Regions from separate parts of the Mus musculus genome. Here region 1 is linked to region 2. The links are chromatin contacts, called in public HiChIP or PLAC-seq maps. All regions are on one chromosome and are shown on one strand. The core of a region is the stretch at or near the end of the contact, and the rest is flanking DNA. Distances in the headings are between cores, read along the strand shown. Region 1 overlaps Jade1 (jade family PHD finger 1). Region 2 has its middle 72 kb from the start of Gm40038.

Region 1 (5,903 bases), core at 3,155-5,654, 340 kb before region 2:
GAGCACTGGCAGCTGCAAGGGCACCATGGAGCTGCCCATAACAAGGTCACGGTATCAACAGAGTAAGAGTGCCCTGTTACAGAAACCCTTCACTCCACCCGACACTCCTTCCCCTCGCCCAGGACTGAAGTGGGCTCCAGCTCCTTCAGCCGACACAAGCAGAGGGTGCAGTGATTGTATCGACTCAACATAACTGTTGCACAAAACACAACCGCTCCCCTCTCCAAGACCTCTCAATTCACCAAGGGCTGCTGAACACAGGCTCTTGGAAATCCTTCAGGGAATGACAAGCCACTACGGAGAGCTCTCTTTCGAGCCCATGTTTTAAAACAAAACTTCATTAGCCAATTAACCTCAAGGCAGAATCTAGAACCACCCGGTAGAGGTCACTATCTTCTAAACTAACTGCTAAAGAAGCGGCCAATCTCCTGAAGTGCTAGCACATGGGGCAGGCGGGTGGTGAGAGCAAGGTCCACTTTGGCTGACAGCAGGCAGAAATGCAGGCCTGCAAACATCTAGGAGTGGAACACTAGAGCCCTGTTGTCCCACGTCACAGGATGCCGTCAGCCCTGGAAGCAAGTTTCTGTGGAAAGACAGAACCAACCCTGTTTTCACTGCCATCAAGACTCAGCTTGTGCCCACCTTCTAAGAAAGCACCCTAACTCATCACAGACAGCAAAGATAAGCAAACTGTGGGGAGGCAGCACCCCTGACTCATGGGCCCTTGCCATCCGAATCGACGAGGCTGACTGACCGTACAGCACCCTGTCTGGCAGCCAGGGCCACACAGCTGCTTCCCTCTCCGGCCTTGTCCTCAGCCCACTGCCATGTGAGGATGTGTGTACCAGGAAGCCCTGCCATGTATCACGAGCAGCATGCGCCTGGATCCAGATGCTCTGCTCAGTGTACAGAGCCACAGAGATGCAATGCACTCCCTCACTCGGGACAGGAAGCGCTTTCTTGTGCTGCTAAGCACGGGTCACAGTATACACCTGTTGGCTTTTCAGACTGGTGTTCTCTTTAATAAACTTCATCTTATGAAAGTACGGGGTAGGGTCTGAATTAAAAGGCCGCTTCTCTCGCTGTCATTGTCAATACTGGTCTTGTGCCAGGATGCCACTCTTAACATCTACAGTCCCATTAAGCAACAGACTGACTGTGTCCCTTCTGCAAAGATCTCACCATGAGACAAAAGCCCCTGATCATAAGCCTACAGCAACCCAACCCCAAGGAAAAGGGCTTTGAGGTCAAAGTTGTGAGTCCACACCAAGCAAATCAGGTAAAAGAGAGCCCAGCTAAGCTGTACAAGAAAACACGCAAATTTGCCAAAGAAAGGAAGGCAGACTGAGGAAGGAGATGAGAAAAGGCAGCTCCATTCCTACAGACCTGGGAGAGGCTCTGGCCCAAAGCTCAGTGCCAAGTAGACACCAAGGGCAGGGGTGACGGCTACCCGAGTGCTTTACGTACAAAGCACTTTGCACTCAGAAGATTTGACACAGACCAGGCAAGGACAGGGTGTGGTGCCTGCTGCTCAGAGGGCTCCAATCCCACTCCCAGGCTGAAGTAACAGCAGTATAGTATGGACACCAGAAAGGTGTAGTAGCAGTTAAGAGCTGACTCAGGACTTAACAGCAGAGTAAAATACAGGTGCAGAGACGTTCCGATGTCACAAAAAAATAAAGTGCGCACTGTAGGTCAAAACAGACACCAGGCCAGCAGCACTGGCCACAGCAGCCGTCCGTGAGTGTTTGCTGGAACAGGTCTCTTAAGTGCTTTCTGGCAGGGGATGTTACTCCATCTCCAGGAAACTCCTCCGCTCCTAGACAAGGCACTCTCCAGCTATATGGGGGCAGCATGGGAAGGGACTCTGAGAAACACCTGTCGCTGTGTGACCACCACACCACAAGCCAACTGAGCTCATCCCACAAACAGTGCAATGCCAGAACAACTTTCCCACAGCTTTCCCTGAGAACCCGACAGGCTGAGACACCTGGGTCTCAATGCCCGGCGCCTCGGAATGGCCGCAGAGAAAGCAGGTCTCAGGACAACGGGGCCCCTAAGCAACCGAGGCTGGCGGGAGACAGATGCCTCTAAAAATGATTTTAGCAGGGAAATGAACAACGAAACGTAGGGCATCAGGGAAACATAAAATGTGAAAACAAATTGGGAAAGACGGGGAAAGCCTTAAGCATAACGAAACTCCCAGAGTCACATTGGCTTGTTGCCAAATAAGCCACAGATCCATGGCTAAAACTAACTTGAGGCTGGCAGTGACTTGGCAGCAGCTGAACCCGCTCATGTCCTGGCCAGAGGAAAACTTGTTGGGAGCCAGCGAAGACGGAACAGGAAAGGAAAAAAAGAATACAATTAATAATAATAGCTAACATTCACTGCGCATGATATACGTGTAACATGCTTTGCGTGTTCGAGCCTATATGTATTAATTAGCTCACTTCTTCCTGCAACAAGGCACACATCTGCTTCTCACCATCTTGCCGGGGTATAAAGTGGGGCACTTGCCCAGACCTGCACAGCATGGGGCAGGCATGTGGGCGGCAGGTTCGCATGCACTTACTTACAGCACACATGATCAAGGCAAGCAAGCATTCAGAAGTACCTCAGAAGGCTTTCGATCTTCAGGTCTAGAGCAGGTACTACTCCTCCCATGCTGGGATCGAGAATGCTGGGACCATGTCGTTGACAAGCCTGAGGAAACAAACATCCAAACAGGAACCATTAAAAAAAAATACAGGCTCAGTATTTGAGCGGCGATATGGCGCTAGTTGCACAAACCTGAGGACCAGAGTTCAGGTCCCCAGCATCCAAGTAAAGAGTTGGCATGGTGATGATAGGACTCTGAACGTCAGAGGTTTAGTGAAAGGCCTTGTCTCAGAAAGTCAGGCGGAAGAGACAAAGGAGAAGGCAGTCTATCCGACCTTTGGTCTCCACACCTATCTACACATCCTCACAGAGCACAAAACAAACAAGCAAAAAAGCACAGGTCACTGAGCTGTCAAGAGGTCTTTCCCCTACAAGAAACCTTCAGCGAAGGAGGAGAACCTGCAGTGCCATCACCCTGGCTGGCTCTGACAGGGTTCCTTCCTTCCAGTCATTTTCTAAGGTGATCACTGTCGGCTCCAGTGTACAGGGTGCTCTGCCTTGTGAACAGCGAGCCAAGAGAGCCTGCAGCATAATCCAGGCTCCGAGCTGTGCTCAAGACGCTCACAGACCCACACTGGTACATGAACTAGAAATCATGCCGGAAGTTTTCAGCCAGGATCACCGGGCTCAACCTAAGGTCCTGCCCAAAACACTTGCCTCCACGAGGCACAGAAAAATCAGAAACCTCCACACAGCTTTAACATCACCTACTACACTGCTCTTCCGAGGTGCCCCAATCCCTCCTGTAGCTGATCACCAGGAAACCCCAAATCCTAAGTGTTTCCAGGCCTGAAACTTTCCTGTAGCACTGAGCTCCCCTGCCTGAGATGCCCCCTTCAAGCCACACTGCCTTGCTCCCTGGGGCCCTAATTCTCACGGTCTCTCCATTTCCAAGCAGTTCCGAAGTAGCCGAGTCTCTAACCAGAACCCAGGGGAGCCTAAGAGAGTTGCACTCTTAGACTAGGCGCTCTCAGCTCGCTGCAGAGCCAGTATCACCTTGGTGGTAGACATCAACTTCCCAGTCATTCTAAAATCTGTCAGCTCTGAGCAAAAATCCCAAGCTCCGTGCTCTGCATGAACATGCTCACTTTCACCTCTTCCGGCCCCCAAGATGAATCCCACGGCCTTTTCTACCAGAGGCCAGAAACCCACAAGTCAGTCAGACTCTCCTCCTTCCTCCTCAGAAGGCAGCCAGTCAACAGCCAAGTCCTAGGCCAACCTTCCAATGCCTCAAAACCCTAGCTCCTCCTCCTGCCTATCCGGCCCTGCTGCCGCCCCTTCTCATGTGTGTGGCCAGCTACAGTGGCCTCTCTGCAGGCACACAACTGCAGCCGGATGGGAACAGCATTCCCAACCACCTTCATTTCTCCCCTAACTTACAGATAACTCATGTCACCTCCTGTCTGTCACTACAGCACCCGGGCACTGAACCCTGTCACTTCTCAGAAACTGACAAAACCCCAAGATGTTAAAAAGCAAAAGCCTAAGAGAGCCACCAATTTGACAGTGAAGCCCCCTGTCACTCAAGCCCTTCCTGGCCCAGAATCAGCAGACAGACACATCAACAAACTGAAGACACAGCTCCTGCACATATGCCTCTCATCCAATTCTTAGCCACAGCCACAGGGACTGTGAGAGGGCTGAGAAGGAAGGAAGGTCTCTGAGCTACCCTTCAATACCAGTACTAGATCATCTGGCGCCATCACTCCTGTGGAATGAAACTCCACCCTTATAGGTGATTCGTACCATTCTGTGACCACACCAGAAGATCCTCTGGATTCAGCAGGAAGTGGGGCTAGGGTGCAGCCTAGTGCACAGAGCCTGCCCAGCAGTCTCCAGACCCGAGGTTCCAGTGCCAACTCCAAGCAATAATAGTCCTTGGACTCAAAATGCATGGGAAATGCCACACACTCTCGAAACCATGTGAGCACACTGCGAATGAGACTGGTCGTCCCTGAGAAGGAAGTGTGGGTGAAGTCCACAGAGGACTCTGTGTCAGCCAGAGGCTTCTTACACCTTCCCTCCCACAACCCGGATATGGAGATAGAAAATGGGCATAAAAACAAGACATTTACTGACTATAAGCCAAAGAGAAGGAGGCCATGAATGTGAAAGGCAGCAGGGAGCATGGGCACAGTACAAAAGTTTGGAGGAAGAAAACAGAAAGGGAAAGTGATGGTATAAAATATAAGAATCCTAAAAATTAAAAATAATAAACCAAGGAACAGCCTAAAACTTCACCACCAGACTGTAAAGGATAAATAAACCATGACACATCCCTTCAGTGAAACACTAGCCAGCAATAAAAAGGAACACATTATAAACAGATGGGTGTGAAGCACGTGCTTCGTGTAACATAGACAAATACTGAAATAAATACACTCAGTGAATGAATCCAAGGAGCCAGAGTAGGCAAAGGTACACTACACTGATGCAAAGTTCAGGGAAATGAAGACTCATCTATCCCGACAGCAGCTCAGTGGCTGCCTGGGGCAAAGTTGGATGGACATGTTATTTTGATTTTGATGACATAATACATGCAAACACAGCTAAACCTCTCAAAGCATACACTTAAACATGTGCAGCTTGCTGTACATAAATTATCCATTACGAAGCCATGAGAAAGCTATCGCCACTAAGAAGCACCGTTCACAGTATGAAAACCTCCAGCCCCCTTCCACTGGTGAGACACAGAAATCCTAGGCTGGATGGGACCCCAATGAACGAGCAGAACAGGAAGTCATGAGACCTCCCTGCAACAGGGAGTCACTACTTCACAGAGAACATGCAGATATGACGTTCAGAATTCAGAGGAGTTCAAACCAGTCTGCACACACACAGAAAATTCTCAGTAAGTAGAATTTTGAATAGCAGATGATTTTTCTCCTTAAAAATGTCATGGGGGGGGGGGGGGCACTGGGTACTGCTGTAAGGGAAACCATCACAGCACGCCTAGAGCTGAAGACGGTGGGCACAGGAATACACTCCTAGTTTACCTTGTACAAAGATGTTTCTGAGCTCCCAAAAAATGAGGCACCATTCAGTATCAGTGTGGGGCCACTGCTCTCTTGTGGAATGCTTGCCTGTCCATGACACATTCTGAAAGTCAAAAGATCTCAGGCCACCGTGTGGATGGTATCACAGCAGCGCCCTTCCCAAAGCCATCCTCTCCAGGCTGGGAGGGGATCATCAGGATGCTCCAATGATACTCCCAACTGAGTGTGCAGATGTGCCTCTGCTAC
Region 2 (5,412 bases), core at 1,914-4,413:
GGGACGGGACCAGAGGTTGCTGGGAGCTGAGAGACCAGTGAAGAAGCTGTGGTAACACTGCAGGGAGGCTGTGGGAGGGGCTCAAGTGGGCTACTGCATATTTAAATAGCAAAGCCAACAGAAGTTGATATGAGACAAGAGAACAAGAAAGGAGCCAACATTATATTGTGGCTAAGAACCAAAAACAGAGATACCTTTAACTGAGAAAGGAGATTGGGGTGAGTGGGAGGGACCAGAGTTTGGTTTCAGAATAGTAATTTTGAGGTGTCTGTTCGACATCTAAGTGGGAGTGTCAAGTCCACAGTTGGACCTGGTGTGCAAGCATGAAGTCTGGCTTGATCTAGAGTAATAAAAATCCAAATACTGCATCTGGGTAGATGCTGTCTTAAGCACCCCAAGTCTGTAATGCACCTGGGCCTCACAACAGCAGACATTATCATTCTCTATTTCACACAGTAGGAGCCTGAGGAACACAGAGTCTAAGCAGCTTGCTGAAGCCAGGAAGGCAGGTTTTTTAAGAGCTGCAGTATGAAACCAGACAGGAAAGTACCAAAATCTAGGCTTAGAGCCACAACACAAAGCACAGGCACTACACTGAAGAGTCTTCAGCATACGAACAGCATTTACTTATGAGCCTAAAGATCACCAAGAGAATATTATAATGAAAAAAGTAGTTAAGAAATTTGTTCACAAAATAACATGGACACCAGCAAGATAATCAGTGGAGAAAGATATTTGCTTTTAAAACTAATGACCCAAGTTGAATCCTGGGAGCCATGTTTTAAAAGAATAGAACCAGCTCCTGAGAATTGTCCTTAGACTTCTATAGGTGCACATATAAACATAGAGACACATGTACAATACATAACACACACATGCCATATACTACACACACCACACACATCACAAACACACACATAATGCATACTGCACATACACACACATACACATGCACATTCCTCACACACACACATACGATACACAAACACACCATAAACCACACACACAACAACACACACATAACACACATGCACATATCACACACACATACATGCATACCATACACATGCACATACACACCACATACATTTATGCACACACCACACAAAAACACACATACATGTACACCACACATACTATACACACACATACACCACACATCACACACACACACACACACACACACACACACACCAAGTAAATGTAATTAATTTTAGTTAAAATGGACCTATCTCTAAGCCAATCAGCTGGGCAGTAGAGACACAGAGCTTTATTATACTACTTTATTTTGTACTTGGCTGAATGTTTGTACAATACAAAGTGAAAGCAAAGACATGGAGCTAAGGAGGAAAAAAAAATGTCAACAGAGATCAAGAGCCAAAAGTGACCATGGAGAAGTGTGGGGTAGTGACTGTGTCACCAGACAGAGAGCTGGTAAGGGAGGAGCAACGTACAGAACCCAAAAAACAAAAACAAAACAAAAAAAAAAAACAAACAACAACAACAAAACCCCTCATAATTGAGACCGGCAAGAGTGTGAACTAGCTCCGGACCAGGTTCCTATACTGGAGCATGTGACCACGACACCTCATTAAGACCATGACAACTGGTCACTCAGCATAGAACTTAGAGTTCTCCCTGCTACTGAGGTATCCAGATAGGCCCCGAGTATTTAACCAATGAGCTTCCCTTCCTGGGCATCCCTTCCTGCAAAAAGTATTTAATCTCTGGTTTACCCATGTACCCTCATCTGCCGTGAATAAAGCAGTTGGGATAAGCAAGGATTGCCTCCTTCATTAAGAATCGCTGGGGGGTGGGGTGGGAGGAGACCAAGGCCTGAGTCATACAGAGCTGCCCTTAAGTGTTCTGTAAACTCAATTGAACTAAGCTGGATTCCTCCCACAGGAACACCGACGCCAGGCTCACCCCAGGCCTGCTGGCCCCTGTTCCCAACTCCTTAGACCTGCTCTCAGACCTCATCAGAGAAGTTTCTTCAGGCAGTAGAAACAACTTGTCAATGTGCAAAGAATAATCTTCTGTGGAGTGCTCAGCCACAATCAACACATATGTATCATAGTCCATCCTCTCAAAGCTCAGGGATTATGGTGAAAAGTGACCAGGAAGACTGTAGGAGGCAGACATCATGGAGAAGCGGAGCAACATAGTGTCTTCTGGACATTACAAGACCTGGGCATTAATGAGCTCACAGTAGTTATGGATGCCCGCACAAGACCTGCATGAGATTGAGCGAGTCAACAGGATGGAGGAGAGGTTCTTGAGTCTTCACCCCTAGCTGAGGGATGATTAACAGTTGGTATCCTTGAGAGGAGGAGAATCCTTTATCTTTAGAGATGTGGTCTCTGGTAAGCTGACCGTGTTCCAGTGGATAACCCCATACTTATGAATATTAAGACAACAGAGATTGGAATCAGTGAGCTGTAGAAGGAAGGAAGGAAGGAAGGAAGGAAGGAAGGAAGGAAGGAAGGAAGGAAGGAAGGAAGGAAGGACAAAAAGAAAACATGAAATTGGAAGGACTGTTGGGGGTTGAGGAGCTAAGAGGAGTTAGGGAGAGGAGTGGAGAGTGCATATAATCAGAATACACTGTGTAAATGCATACAACTCTCAAAATCCAATAAATGTATTGTTTCTTAATATTTACTTATGTTTATGTGTGCTTATATATTTCTTAATGGTCATTTATACATGACTGTGTGTGACTGTGAGGTACCCTTGGGGAGGTACACATGGAAGCCAGAAAAAAAAGCATTGGATCCTGTGAGCCATCCAGAGAGCCACCTAGCATAGATGACTGGTCAAACTGAAAATTTGTGCTTCTCTCTGTCTCTCTCTCTCTCTCTCTCTCTCTCTCTCACACTCTCTCTCTCGTGTGTGTGTGTGTGTGTGTGTGTGTGTGTGTGTGTGTGTGTGTGTGGTGTGTGTTTAGGCCAGACTACATGGGTGGTGTTCCTTCTCAGGCCTTGTTTGAGACCCTGACTTGCTCATGGGTCTGTCAAGGACTAGCATTACAGGAGCCCAGCCAAATAGCTCCATCTTCGTCTAAGAAGGGATCAGGGCTCCCCTCCTGCTGCTGAGATATGCAGATGTCATCTCACATGTCAGCAATATGTACAGCTGAGAACACAGGGCTGGAGGAGCAGCTGGGGGCACGAAATCAGCATTTTCTTTCTTCCCCTTTTCTGCTAACATGAGGACATAGGATTTGTGAAGTCATCTAGTGTGACACATTTTGTAACTTTTTCATTATCATAGTTTGCTTTCTATTTCTGTGATTAAACCCCATGACTAAAAACAACTTGGGGAGAAAAGAATTTATTCCATCTTACAGGTTAGAGTACACCCTGAAAGAAAGTCAGCTGGAACCCAAGGCAGGAACCTGTGGGTAAGAACTGATGCAGAGGCCATGGATAGGTGCTGCTTACTGGCTTGCTCCTCAAGGTTTGCTTGGCCTGCTTTCTCATATACCCAGGACGAACTGTCCAGGGGCAGCACTGCCTCTAGTGTGCTGTACCCTCCCACATCAATCTTGAATGAAGAAAATGCCCCCCCCCGACTTATCTACAAGCCAATCTGATGGGGGAAAGACCTCAGTTGAGGATTCCTCTTCTCTCAGATGATTCTAGCTTGTGCCAGGTTGACAAAACAATGAAGCAAGCAATCCCAGTGCATCTGTTTACCTGTGTCTCATTATTTCTGTTCAAATCTCATCCCAGTGACTTACCTGATGTAGTAGCTTTAAAAGAAGGGAAGGTTTACTTTCCACATGGTTTCTCTTCATCGTAGTGTATGATCTGGTGGAGCAGAGATGTTCAACTAAAGACTACCAGAAGACAGACAGACGGAGACAGTCAGAGATAGAGAGACAGAGACTGAAAGAGACAGGAACAGGCACCCAGAGAGCAGAGAGACTGAAGGCAAGAGAGACTGAGAGAGTCAGAGAGACATAGACACAGAGAGAGAGAGAATCAGAGAGAGACACAGATAGAGACAGAGTGTCCTCAGGCTCACCTAGAAATCCCTCATTAACAGCCAATTAAGCTGGGCAGTGGTGGCACACGCCTTTAATCCCAGCACTTGGGAGGCAGAGGCAGGAGTATTCCTGAGTTCAAGGCCAGCCTGGTCTACATAGTGAGTTCCAGGACAGCCAGGGCTATACAGAGAAACCCTGTCTCAAACAAACAAACAAACAAACAAACAAAATAAAAAACAAAACAAAAACAAACAAAAAACAAAACAAAAACAAACAAAAAAACAAAACAGAAACAAAATAGCCAATTAAATAACAAAGTATGAACGCATACTTTGTCATTGTCTGATAACATCCAGAGTGTGAGCAGGAGGCTTCCATCCTCCAGGCCGACAGTAACCCATGAACAGCACCTTTGGTTAGAGTTCACCCAACCTGTTCTGAACACACCTAATCAGGACCACGGTACTTGGTAAATGCACTCCTTGCAAACTCAATCTCTACTTGAAAACTCATATCCTGGTCATTGACTCTTCAGAACTATTCAACACGAGGCTCTTCACCTGGGTCTTCTGTGCTCTATCATTCTCTGAGAACATTTTTCCCTGGGTTTTGTTGTCTTTCCTCCCTCAGTTTCTCTACAATTTCCCTTGGCCCTGTTCCCAGCACTCTGGGGCAGGGACTCATTTTGGCATCAGATTTGGCTCTTCGCAGCCCCCTCTCACCTCATGCCTTGACCAGAACTTTCTATTTTGTAGTACAACAGCTCCTGTGCTGATGTCACCACCAGGTAGCATCGCTCCCACAGTCACCTTGCTTTTCCAGAAGTATAACAGCTGGAACTCATATTATGTTCCCATCTGTGGTCTTTGTCTGTGGTAGGCAGCAACACACAGCACAAGTTAGTGTTTCCCCATCCCACTTCTGTTTGAAATTGGTTCCACCGTGTCTTTGTGTGCTTCTCTGTTGCTATGATAAGCACCATGGCCAAAGCAGCTTAGTGAGGAAAGGACTTATTTCAGATGACAACTCACAAGTCAGACTCCATCACTGAGGGAAGTCAGGGTAGAAACCCAAAGCAGAATCTTCAGCAGACACCATGGAAGAACACTGCTGACTGGCTTGCTCTTCATGGCTTGCTCAGCCTGCTTTCTTGTGGCCTGCCCAGGGGTCACAGCATCCACATTGAGCTGGGCCATCCTAAATCAATCACTAATCAAGAAAATGCTCAATAGATATGCCCACAGGCCGGTCTGATGAAGGCAACTCCTCATTGGGGTTTTCTCTTCGCAAGTGACTCTGGTTTGTATCAAGCTGACAAAAACTAACCATCACAGGCCCCATGTGAACTAACTAGAACTATCATTTAACACTGTGGGTTTGGAGCTTCTTGGGAGCTACAGAACTCATTATTCAGATTTATTCAG

Evidence for each region. HiChIP or PLAC-seq counts read pairs in DNA pulled down with a chosen protein or histone mark.
Region 1: a contact with region 2 is called in an H3K4me3 HiChIP or PLAC-seq map of bone marrow-derived macrophages, with 3 times the contacts expected there. The contact joins two enhancer-like sites. A contact is called at or near these places in 5 of 484 Hi-C or Micro-C datasets (the N1E-115 cell line, bone marrow-derived macrophages, liver and 1 more), 4 of 115 datasets of contacts at active chromatin or transcription factors (SST interneurons, bone marrow-derived macrophages, extraembryonic endoderm stem cells and 1 more) and 1 of 9 other capture datasets (adipose tissue).

Annotation. Positions count from the first base shown.
Region 1 is chr3:41,585,737-41,591,639 of GRCm38.p6, reverse strand. Jade1 (jade family PHD finger 1) reads right to left here. Exons shown (of 11, transcript NM_001130184.1): 3 at 2,618-2,706. Among named protein-coding and RNA genes, the nearest start is that of Jade1, 33 kb to the right of the region's middle. Within about 2 kb of position 4,404, at least 97 of the 459 cell types and tissues checked have an H3K27ac peak or open chromatin away from gene starts, as enhancers often do. A contact at or near this core is called in bone marrow-derived macrophages, where this site is marked.
Region 2 is chr3:41,242,877-41,248,288 of GRCm38.p6, reverse strand. No RefSeq gene overlaps it. Among named protein-coding and RNA genes, the nearest start is that of Gm40038, 72 kb to the right of the region's middle. Within about 2 kb of position 3,163, at least 11 of the 459 cell types and tissues checked have an H3K27ac peak or open chromatin away from gene starts, as enhancers often do. A contact at or near this core is called in bone marrow-derived macrophages, where this site is marked.